3 separate regions of the Mus musculus genome follow, and regions 2 and 3 are each linked to region 1. The links are chromatin contacts, called in public Hi-C and promoter capture Hi-C maps. All regions are on one chromosome and are shown on one strand. Each heading gives the region's core, a stretch centred on a gene start, on an enhancer-like site or on the middle of the called end of the contact. The rest is flanking DNA. Distances are from core to core; before and after follow the strand shown.

The links. Promoter capture Hi-C pulls out the DNA fragments that hold promoters and counts their contacts. Hi-C and Micro-C count contacts between places; a contact is called where the count stands out from the background.
Region 2: a contact with region 1 is called in a promoter capture Hi-C map of pre-B cells. The contact joins the promoter of Klhl28 here to the promoter of Pnn in region 1. A contact is called at or near these places in 8 of 39 promoter capture datasets (the C10 cell line, the HPC-7 cell line, cranial neural crest and 5 more) and 15 of 484 Hi-C or Micro-C datasets (B cells, CD4 T cells, the G1E-ER4 cell line and 8 more).
Region 3: a Hi-C map of B cells shows a contact between it and region 1, with 7 read pairs. The contact joins the promoter of Prpf39 here to the promoter of Pnn in region 1. A contact is called at or near these places in 4 of 39 promoter capture datasets (cranial neural crest, frontonasal cranial neural crest, pre-B cells and 1 more) and 1 of 484 Hi-C or Micro-C datasets (B cells).

The regions. Positions count from the first base shown.
Region 1 is chr12:59,065,144-59,068,656 of GRCm38.p6, reverse strand. It overlaps Pnn (pinin), which reads right to left and starts at 1,738. Exons shown (of 9, transcript NM_008891.2): 1 at 1,542-1,738; 2 at 807-878; 3 at 304-372. The coding sequence starts at 1,654.
Region 2 is chr12:64,964,166-64,967,386 of GRCm38.p6, reverse strand. Klhl28 (kelch-like 28) reads left to right here and starts at 1,851. Exons shown (of 5, transcript NM_025707.3): 1 at 1,851-1,978. It overlaps Togaram1 (TOG array regulator of axonemal microtubules 1), which reads right to left and starts at 1,645. Exons shown (of 20, transcript NM_177805.3): 1 at 1-1,645. The coding sequence starts at 1,410.
Region 3 is chr12:65,034,648-65,037,963 of GRCm38.p6, reverse strand. Prpf39 (pre-mRNA processing factor 39) reads right to left here and starts at 1,630. Exons shown (of 14, transcript NM_177806.3): 1 at 1,496-1,630.

The DNA.
Region 1 (3,513 bases), core at 489-2,988:
TGTTCAAATGCTCATCTCCAGAAGGCATATTCTACTGAGTTTATATCGCATTTACCACTTTCTTATGGGGGGTGGGGGAGGGGTGGAAGCAAGATGCTCCAAACCAAGCTTTGCTCTCTTCTCATATCCAAACGTTTCTTGGTGTTTTTTAAAGTACAAAACAGAACGTGTTACTTCTAATCCCACTGAGTTCTGTAAACTGGGCTAGCCCAGTTCAAATCAATCCCAATGACATAGAAATATCTGTAGTGTCCCAGAAAACAAGATGGGTACTGACTCTCCAGACATCTTTTGAAACCATACCTACTGACTGCCCCTTCCAGGTCTCTTTGTTTGGCTGGGGGTCCTCCTCCACTATCTGAGAATCCACGCCTGCAATGAGAAACATCCAACCTAAAGCTCGAGAAACATTAGCAGAAACTGGTATTTCTAGTCGACTAGAGAATTTAGTTGATTTCATAAAGAAGAAAAACACAAGTGAAGCAAACTTAAGCAAACAATTACATGAACAACACCCTACCACCAATTACATTCTTAGATGTCAAAAGCCTTAACAGAACTTAAAAACAGTTAAGTTTATATGAAACTGTCCCCCCCCCACCCCCACCCCCCAGTCAGGGTTTCTCTGTATAGCCCTGGCTGTCCTGGAACTCACTTTGTAACTTTGTAGACCAGGCTGGCCTTGAATTCAGAAATCCGCCTGCCTCTGCCTCCCAAGTGTAGTGCATATGAAACTGTTCTAATATTCTCCAACCTCTACTTTTGCAATACATTTATTAGAAACAAGGCAGTTATCATCTCCTTACCTTAGCAATAAGCTACCTCGTCCTCTACCTCCACCAGGACCAGAAAGGGCCAGCAATCTGGCTTGGATGGGCCTAAAAAAGAATTATAATCAGTGTAAAAGTCCTATGCAGACACATGAGAGGGCTTCATATACTTCCACACACTAAGGTACACACTACGTAGAAATGAACACAAATAATTCTAAAATGACCGTTTCAGATCCACTTCTTCGAAACCAAACATTAAAATCCTCTTTCTTGCTTCCCCAAGACCACCGTTACGAAAATATATGTATCTCGAGACTGCTACATATTAATAAGTCTGGGTCAGGTCCTATCTGCCAACCTCAAGGGAAGGACACCCAAGCCAGCAGGGAGAGGCAGCCACTGCTTCCCCCGGGGGTCTCCGACTTGACAAGGGTTCGGAGCCGCAGGGGTGGAAAGGGGCTTTGTACTGCAGTTCCGGGCCTGCAGCGCCAAGGGCGGGAAGCCGTGGTCTCGGCCTTCCCGGGGGCGCGGAAACCACGCCGGGCAGCCGGGCGGGCCTTCCTTCCATTCGCAAGCACTCGCACCCAGTGCCCTAGGCGCAGGCATGGCGTCTCCCCGCCTAGCCGAGCAGAGGGCTCGCCCGCCGCCCGGGAAACGGGCCCCTTGACCCCAGTCGGCCCACAAGCGGCCGGTTGCCCTCTGTCCCGGGTGCGCCCGGCCCCGAGGCCCCGGACCTCGCCAACCTCTGGGGTTCCGTCCGATCCGTACCTCACATCATTCGGGTCCCGCCCGGTGAGCTTGCGGATATTCTCGTCCACATTCTTGAGGCTCTCTTTGGCCTTCTCTAGCTGCTCCTGCAAAGCTCTCACGGCGACCGCCATCTTCTCTCTGCAGCAGGCTTCGCGACCGCTCTCCAGGCCGCGCAGCGCCGCACCGCGCCCGCCGCTCCACGCGGAAGGACTGACAGCCGGCCCCAGCCAATGATCGCGGGCTTCTTCTCGGGCCTGGACCACCCGAGGACCGGAAGGGGAAGAAGCTTGTCGATCCGTGATTCTGGACCAATGAGAAGCCGGCAAGTCACTCAGCTCCTCCCCTCGCCGCCTGCCGTGGTTGCGCTCCGCTGCTTGCGCAGAGCGGGGAGGGATTACGTCGGTGTGATAGATCCAATCTCGGGGGTCTGCAAAGGCATCCTCTTAAACTTGACATGTCGCTGACTTCATAGTGCGCCTAAACTCTTCCCATGGGACGGAAGAGGCTATACATCCTTTTTTTCCTTCCCCAAGAGGTTTAATCAGAAAAGGGCATGGCAAATAATGGCTGTTGCGCATGCCCAGAGTGCAGGGAGGCGCAGGCTGTCTTCCATTAGTGAACTGAACCACCAGGAGTCTTCATCCTAACAGCTAATAGTTATTGTGGACACTGAGAATCGCTTTGCGTGCCTTAGTCGTTAAAAACTAGAAACTTGAATGAGATGGTGCTTAATGATAAGGAAATTGAGGCTGCGGACCTAGGTCCAACAGGTCGTCAGATCTCGATGAAGAGGCAATTTATATTCTGATCCTGAGCAAAGTTGTTTCCAGCAGGGCCTAATGCCTGCGGGTATAATAGAGGGTCTGGAGAAGTTGCCAGTGGTTTCCTGTGTGTATTTTCTGGATTCCACTTTGCCCTACCCACAATGCCAATATGGACGCTGGTTTTGTACTTGACATAGAGGTACACGTTTTAGTTCGGAAAAATGTTACACAAATGCAAAGGTCAAATCCTTACAAGTTTTCTCCCTGAAAAGGAACAAGAATTTTTGTTTTGTTTTTAGTAACAGTAACTTGGTCTTATCCTGTATGCTATTTGTGTGGAGGCTCATAACTGGATAGGTGAGGAAGAATTTCATTATCTTATCAATGTTAACAGCACCTGTTATCTACAAAACGAATACCATGACAGCCAAGGATACACAGAAAAACCCAGTCTTGAATAAAACCAAAACCAAAAAGAAGAAGGGGGGAAGGGGAGGAGGAGAAGGAGGAGAAGGAGGAGGAGGAGGAGGAGGAGGAGGAGGAGAAGAAGAAGAAGAAATAGAAGAAGAAGAAGAAGAAGAAGAAGAAGAAGAAGAAGAAGAAGAAGAAGAAGAAGAAGAAGAGAAAAGTCAGGTGGTAACATGCCTTTTAATCCCAGCACATGACAGGTTGAGGCAGGTGGATTAGCCTGGTTTACAGAGCTAGTTCCAGGACAGCCAGAGAATCCTGTCTGGAAATACTTACTCCCCCTCAGAGAGAAGGGTGGGGAGGGGGAGAGGGAGAGAGAGAAAGGGAGAAAAGGAGAGGGTGACAGGAAATATCTTTGAAGAAGCTTGAAGGTGTATAGCATATTAGCAGGAAGCAATATAGAAAACCAAGATTTTTTCTTTGGTAAAAAGCAATTAAGTCTAAAAATTATTTAATTCTAATTGTAAACAAGGTTTCACTGAGTTATCTATACATAAAAGATAGGATCTTTTAAATTTTACTATTATTTTGCATGTATGGGTATTTTGCCCTCATGTTTATCTGTGCAACTACATGCATGTATGCATGATGCCCTTAGAGACCAGAAGTGGGGGGTGGGATCACTGGAACTGGAGTTACAGACAAGGTTAATGTTGATGCTGGGAACTGAACCCAGGTGTCCCCTCCCATCTATTTATATATTTATAATACATATCACACACACACACACACACACACACACACACTCAGGAATAAAA
Region 2 (3,221 bases), core at 602-3,101, 5.9 Mb before region 1:
CACCCGCTGAGGACCCACTTCTTTCATTAGCTTTAGGAAGATTTTCATGTACTCCTGCTTGATCACCAACTTGTTGTCTGCCAGCACTTTCACAGAAGCCGCTATAACTGGTCCCAAGAACTGTTGCACCTGCTCTCCCAGGCGAATGACCAGCAAATGGAGAACTTGAAGTGTGCCATGGACCACTTTGAAATTGGAATCGTCTAGCAAGTTATACAATAAGCTAATGAAACCAACGAGACTAGCATGAGGGGTCGAACTTGGGTTAAATTTTCCCAGCAACTGCTTTAGTTCTTCAACAGCCTGAGTCCTGTTTTTATAATCTTCCTGATCCAACAGTCTTGCATGGAGTTCCTGGGGAATAATCTCAAATTTAAGATTGCTACTGGAAAGATTCACTACACACGGGGCAGCATCTTCAGAAAACCCGGAGGCTTCTAGCTCCAAATAATAAGGAACCTGACTTCCATACTGGGACTCCAGGCGGCGATTGTAGTGCCTCCTCAGTGCAGAAGGCAAACGCGAGATGTAGGAGTGAAACCTCTCTTGACCAAGTCGTTCTCCAATTTGTTGAAGTGAAGAGAAGGCTGTCTCGGATTCTTCTTCCATCTCCTGATCGCCAAGCTTTCGGGCCAGAGATATTATTACTTCAGTGAGATCCAAACCCTGCAACAAATCCTCAGGAGTGAACAAGATAGGGAGCAACAGCGCAGTGGAAGCTCTAAGCCGGGCATCTGGACTTTCCAGGCCTTGGATGAGAGTTCGCAGGACCTGCCCAGAACTACGCCTAAGACAAATATGCAGGATCTGCAGCGCATCTTTCCGTAGGGCAGGGTTATCTTCTCGTAACGAGACAACGAGCTGAGGCAAAAGCGCTAAACTGAAGGCCTCTTCCAGCTGACCCGCCTCGCCCTGACCCCGAAGAACGTCCGAGAGAAGCTGCAAGCAGAGCCTCTTCTCCTCACTGCCGCCTTCCACAAGCACTCGGCCCAGCGCCCGATATAAGGCTTCCTTGCGGCGGGGAAAGCCAAGCCGGCCGCCTCGCCGCGGCAAGGCAGCCTGCAAAGCCTGGAACGCCTCGGAAGGATCCGGTGCGGTGCGCAGGAGTTGAAGAAGCCGAGTCTCCTCCTCATCTCCGCCCGAGAGCCCACTTCCAGGCCCGGACCAGCTAGTTGAAACAGCCTCCGCCGGTAACAGGAGGGTCGAGGCCAGAGGCGACGGCGTCGCGGGGCAGGAGCCATGATCCCCGGCAGCCCCACGGCAGTAATAGTTTTTCTCGCCTCTCATGGTGCCCCCGGATCGACGACCATCAGTCCCTGGGGCGTAAGGACGACAGCGGCTCAGGAGGCGATAGGAACCAGGGGTCGCAGGAGGCGGCAGCGGGAGCAGCTCGGAAGGCGCGGCCGCCATGGAGGGTCGTCAGGTAGCGAGAGCTGGAGGGAACCATTGCCGTCTTGGGAGGGCTGGATGAAGCCCAGCCTTCCAGTTCCTCTCCAAGCCCCGAGCTGCAGAGGAAGAGAAGGAACGGCTCCGGTCAGCTGCCAGGCCGCTCGGGCCTTCCACTCCCGGAGCCAGCCTCCGGCAAAATGGCCCCCGCTGAGCCTGGGACCCCACAGGCGCCACCCGGCGTAACCAGGGCCACCACGTGACCAAACCGAGCGCTTCCATGGTGATGCACCCAGAGCGGACCTCTTGACCCGGAAACCAATCTGCCGCGGTGGATGCTGGGTTATGTAGTCCATGTAAGGACTTAAAGCATAGGCCGAAGATTCCTGGAAGAGGAAGTCTGAACGTAGCCAGAATGAAGAGGCGGGGTCAAGGCCTTAGACGGAAATGACGCTCCCTTGTCCGGGGCGGAAGTTTTCCACCCCACCCATAAGAGTTGAGGTTTGACGGGAGCAAGAGAGGATCCCATCCCGGGTTCCAGTTTTCCGTGGCTCCTCCTCCTGTTGCTGCAGGTGTTATTCCTGGGACTCAGGTATTTTCCTTTTGCTATTATACAGTGGTGCAGGCTTTGGTGGTGTGTTCCCCGAGTGCCCCAGGAGCCAGAATGCGAGGCAAAGAACTGGACCAGAGCAGGCAGAGAGAGACGACATGTTCTGCACAGTGCTGGTTACCATTGTAAACGTTCTACTCACTGCTGTCCAAAATAAGATTCTTTCTACCTGCAGCCTGCTTAGTAGTACAGGAGAACCTAACCGAGGCCAAGCACACAGAGTACTTTTTTAAAAAAGACTTTCTTGTCGTTGGGGACCTTCCTCGCCCCGCCCTCTTCTCCCTTGCCTCCTTTTCCTCTCTTCACCCGCTGGCTATGGAGTGTTAAAGGCTTCTGTCCCTTTTCATTGTCCGCATCACCAAGTTTTCTTATAGATAGGTAGAATCAGTGTTTTCCCCTTTGCATTAAACGGAGTGCTTAAAGCCTTTATCTTTTAACTCCTCTGTGGGACTTTTCCTTTCGCCCCACCTCCACCTTTCCCATCTCCCCTAGGATACTCCAGAGTCTCTGCAGTCTTTCAGTCTCCTGGAGACGGAGATCGCTAGACAATTTCAGTTGTGGTGCAAGTTCTTAGCATTACAGTCCTAAGAGAATTCTGCACAGAGGATTTAGGTTGATAGACATTATTTTAAGCAAAATGAGAATTTGATAGCTGATGAGTGTTTTTTTTTTTTTTGTAAAAGAAACTATAAATAGACTCAGTTCAACTAAGAGTATCTCCTATACGGCCACACCCCTTTGGGGCATGAAAGAGCAACTTTTTTGTGTGTCTGTATTTGAAACATTAATGCTGAATTACTGTATAGCCCAAGCTGGTCTTGAAGTCTTGACCCTCCTATCAGTCTTCTGATTGTTGAGATTACCAGTGTGCACTGTCAAACCAAGCTTGAAAACAGATTTGTTGTTGTTCGGCAGACTTTTAAAAGAAATAATACAATTACTTTTCAGTGAGAAAAGACTGAGTTATAATTTGAAGTTCCAAGCTTATATTCTTCAAATGCAAAAGTATTTCTGTCCCTCTTTGTATTAAATGGATATCTCTCAATTTTTATTTTATTTTATTTTATTATTTTGAGACTGGGTTTTCCTGTCTAGTCCTAGTTGTTCTGAACTCCCTGTGTAGACCAGGCTGGCCTCCAACTTAGAGATCTGCCTGCCTCTGCCTCCCAAGTGTTGGGATTAAAGCCCTGTGCCACCATACCCAGCTATATTATTTTTTGAAATC
Region 3 (3,316 bases), core at 381-2,880, 6.0 Mb before region 1:
TGTTTTAAAAGTTAAAAGGAATTTTAGATGACTTAAACATGAAACTCATTAAATATGATGCACCTGAACTCTAATACTTTCTTTCCCTAATGCTTCCCATGCCTATGCCCATAAAGACATATAAAACACACTATATATCACTGAGCATTACCACAGACCAATTAAGTCATTCCTTAGCTAGCTAGCTGGTTTCCAATCCGGAATCACTCAGAGTCTCAGCCCCGATGAGTCACCTGCATCCCTAGGCTGTAAAAGGGGTTATTACAACAAGTGGTTTTGGCAACCGGTTTTTAGAGACTAAGTAGGATGTTCACAGACATCTTGTTTCCTCATTTTAAACAATTAGGTCCCAGAAATTGAACCTTGCTTATGTATTTACAATGTCTCCATAATCGTCAGAGATTATGTCTTACACAGAGCTCTTAACGCGTAACAGACAATTTTGCTCCTCTCTGAAAATAAAACTCTAACTTTTACAACGATGTTCAAATTTTTTGTTCCTCAATTCAACTTTAAGATACAAATAGCACTAAATATTGAGTCTTTTAAAAATTCTGGGGTCTGAGAGGCAGCTCAACAGTTAAAGACACTAGCTGCCAAGCCTCAAGGGACCACGGTACTCCTGTTCTCATGCACATGACACAGCTCCAGTGCGCATGAATAACACACGGAATAACAGTTTTTAACTCTAGAATGAGATTATAAACACGAGAAGAGTAAGGAATTTAACAGCTGTTGCTATTTTTCTCAAACGAACTATAAAAAAAAAAACTGCCATGGGTCCCGGCCTTAGCTTCCTATTCTTGTCTATGAATCCGTACAGTCCTAGCATTACCATTTCTACCAGCTGAAAATTTTAAAGTATTTCTGAAAACGTTAGATTAGCTTTCTAGTGTTAAGTTCGTGAACACCGGGCATCTGAATCTGCATAAAGCTACACCGTATTACTGCATCATTACTAATCTTACTACATTACTACTAATCCCTTAACATTGGGAATGCCGAATAGTATTTACTAACTTAAAGACCGCGCAGACTCCTGAGCACGAAAGGTTAAAAAAAAAAATCTATATAAGCAGATTGTTTTTTAAAAAAGACTCTACTAGGCTGTTTCCAAGTGTCCGCGTCGCCTCCCCTCCCCCCCTCCCCCCCAAAAAAAAAAAAACCCGCTTGCTTACGCTGCTGTGCAATGGGAAACGTTCTGGCCCTCGGCTCTAGAGAAGCAGGGGACTCAGCCTCAGCAGTTAGCAGCTTCGATAATCCAGGCTGAGGCTCCCGCCCCGCCGCACCCCTGAAGCGAGGCGCCGCTCAAGGTGCAGATCCCAGGCCTGCTCTTCCCAACAGGTGGGATTGGGAAGGAGACGCGCGCCCCGCGCCAGGCCTCGAGCCGGACAGGCGGGGGAGGCCGCGGCCCGGTGCGGCCTGAGGTGGCGCAGGCCCTTCCCGTCCCGGCGCCTCCCCTGCCGCCCGCCTCACGCCGTCCGCCCCCAGTTACCTCACTATGGATGCTGCTCGGTGCCATGAGCCGAAGCCTGGGCCAAGATCGCCAAAGGTGGGCCTGCCACCGCCTCGCTCCACGCAGCTACCGCAGCCACCACCACCAGCGCCGCCGCCGCCTCTTCGGGATCACACTGCGCACGCGCCGGCGGCTCCGAAGGCGCAGCGGTCACGTGACGCGCGCAACCGAGGCCCCGCCCCGGGTGGCCTCCAGTCGCAAACTTAGCTTCCCAAACCATAGCGAAGCCGGTTGTGCTAAGCAGCACTTGTTGCCCAGCGTCAGTCTCCAAAAAAAACCTCTAAAATATCGTAATTCTTTTCCTAACCGCCAAGGCTTTACACATGAAAAATGTGTCAGGAAATGGCCAGAAATTCAGCCTAAAACTTCTAAACCTCAAAACAGTATGGGCTGATTAAATCGTATTCTGCATGTCGAAACTAACCATTTGGGCTTGAGAGTTAAAGGCTCTGAAGGATTTGGGCATAAAACTTTCAGGGCAAAGAGAGGCAGCTTGGTGTTGATGATCTTAGCAGCCCTCTTCAGTTGTTTATATCCTAGTCCCCACTCTTAAATATCCGTTTTTTAAAAAAAAATCTCGTCTTCCGTCAGTAAAACTATAGACAATTGAGCGAGCGAATGTTTTCTCACTCACCGATCTTCCATTTGGAATTTCAGAGAACTCACAACTGGGCTTTTACTCTTCCCTCTAGAACTGGTCTCCAGAATGTTTCTTTTTAAGATGATTTTTTAAAAGATTTATTATTATATCTAAGTACACTGTAGCTGTCTTCAGACGCACCAGAAGAGAGTGTCAGGTGTCATTAGGGATGGTTGTGAGCCACCATATGGTTGCTTGGATTTGAACTCAAGACCTTTGGAAGAGCAGTCAGTGCTTTTAACCGCGGAGCCCTCTCTCAAGCCCTTAAGATGATTTGTAACGGTGTATAAACCTCTTCAACTGCTTCTCTGCTCCCAAATAGCCAACTCCTCCCCGTTGGGCATGAAATAGTCACGCTTTTCCCTTTACCTCTTAATTGGGCAGTTTTGTATTCTCTAACAATCAGCAACTTGCCAGGCGTGGTGGCGAACACCTTTAATCCCAGCACTCCAGAGACAGAGGCAGGCAGATTTCTGAGTCCGAGGCCAGCCTGGTCTACAAAGTGAGTTCCAGGACAGCCAAGGATCACAGAGAAACACTGTCTTGAAAAACAAACAAACAAAACAACAACAACAAAAACCCAGCAACTTTTAAACGTATACCATCTGAAAGGGCAGTCAAGAGAGGGCATTGTTTTTTTAAAGATGTATTTATTTTTATGCATGTGTCTGCCTGTGTATGTATGTATGTATGTGAACCAAATGCTTGCATTCCTATGGTCAGGGCAGTCTTTAACAATCACATCAACTCTCTCACTGTTTTACCTTCCCAAACTCCTAATTCACTGCTCAAGAATTCTTATGTATTCTATTTGATTTGACTAAAGTGTGTTCATCACATGAAAACATAAATTACCCAGGAATCATGATACAAGTCTATAATCCGACTTGGGTAGTGGCAGAAGAAGAATCAGAAGTTTGAGATAATATTCAGCTGCTTGAGCTTGAGGTGAGTCTAGGTTACACGAAACTCAAAGCAGCAGCAGCAGCAACAAAAAGAACGCCACACAAACTACTTTAAAAATCGATCAAGCCATAGTTTGCCCTAAAGTAAATTGTATATCCCAGATCTAAGTATAACGAAGAAATAAGTGGTTAGACCAAAATACTGTGGACTGTGGTTCATAGTCTAATAGTTCCCAACCTTTCTAAAGCATCCAC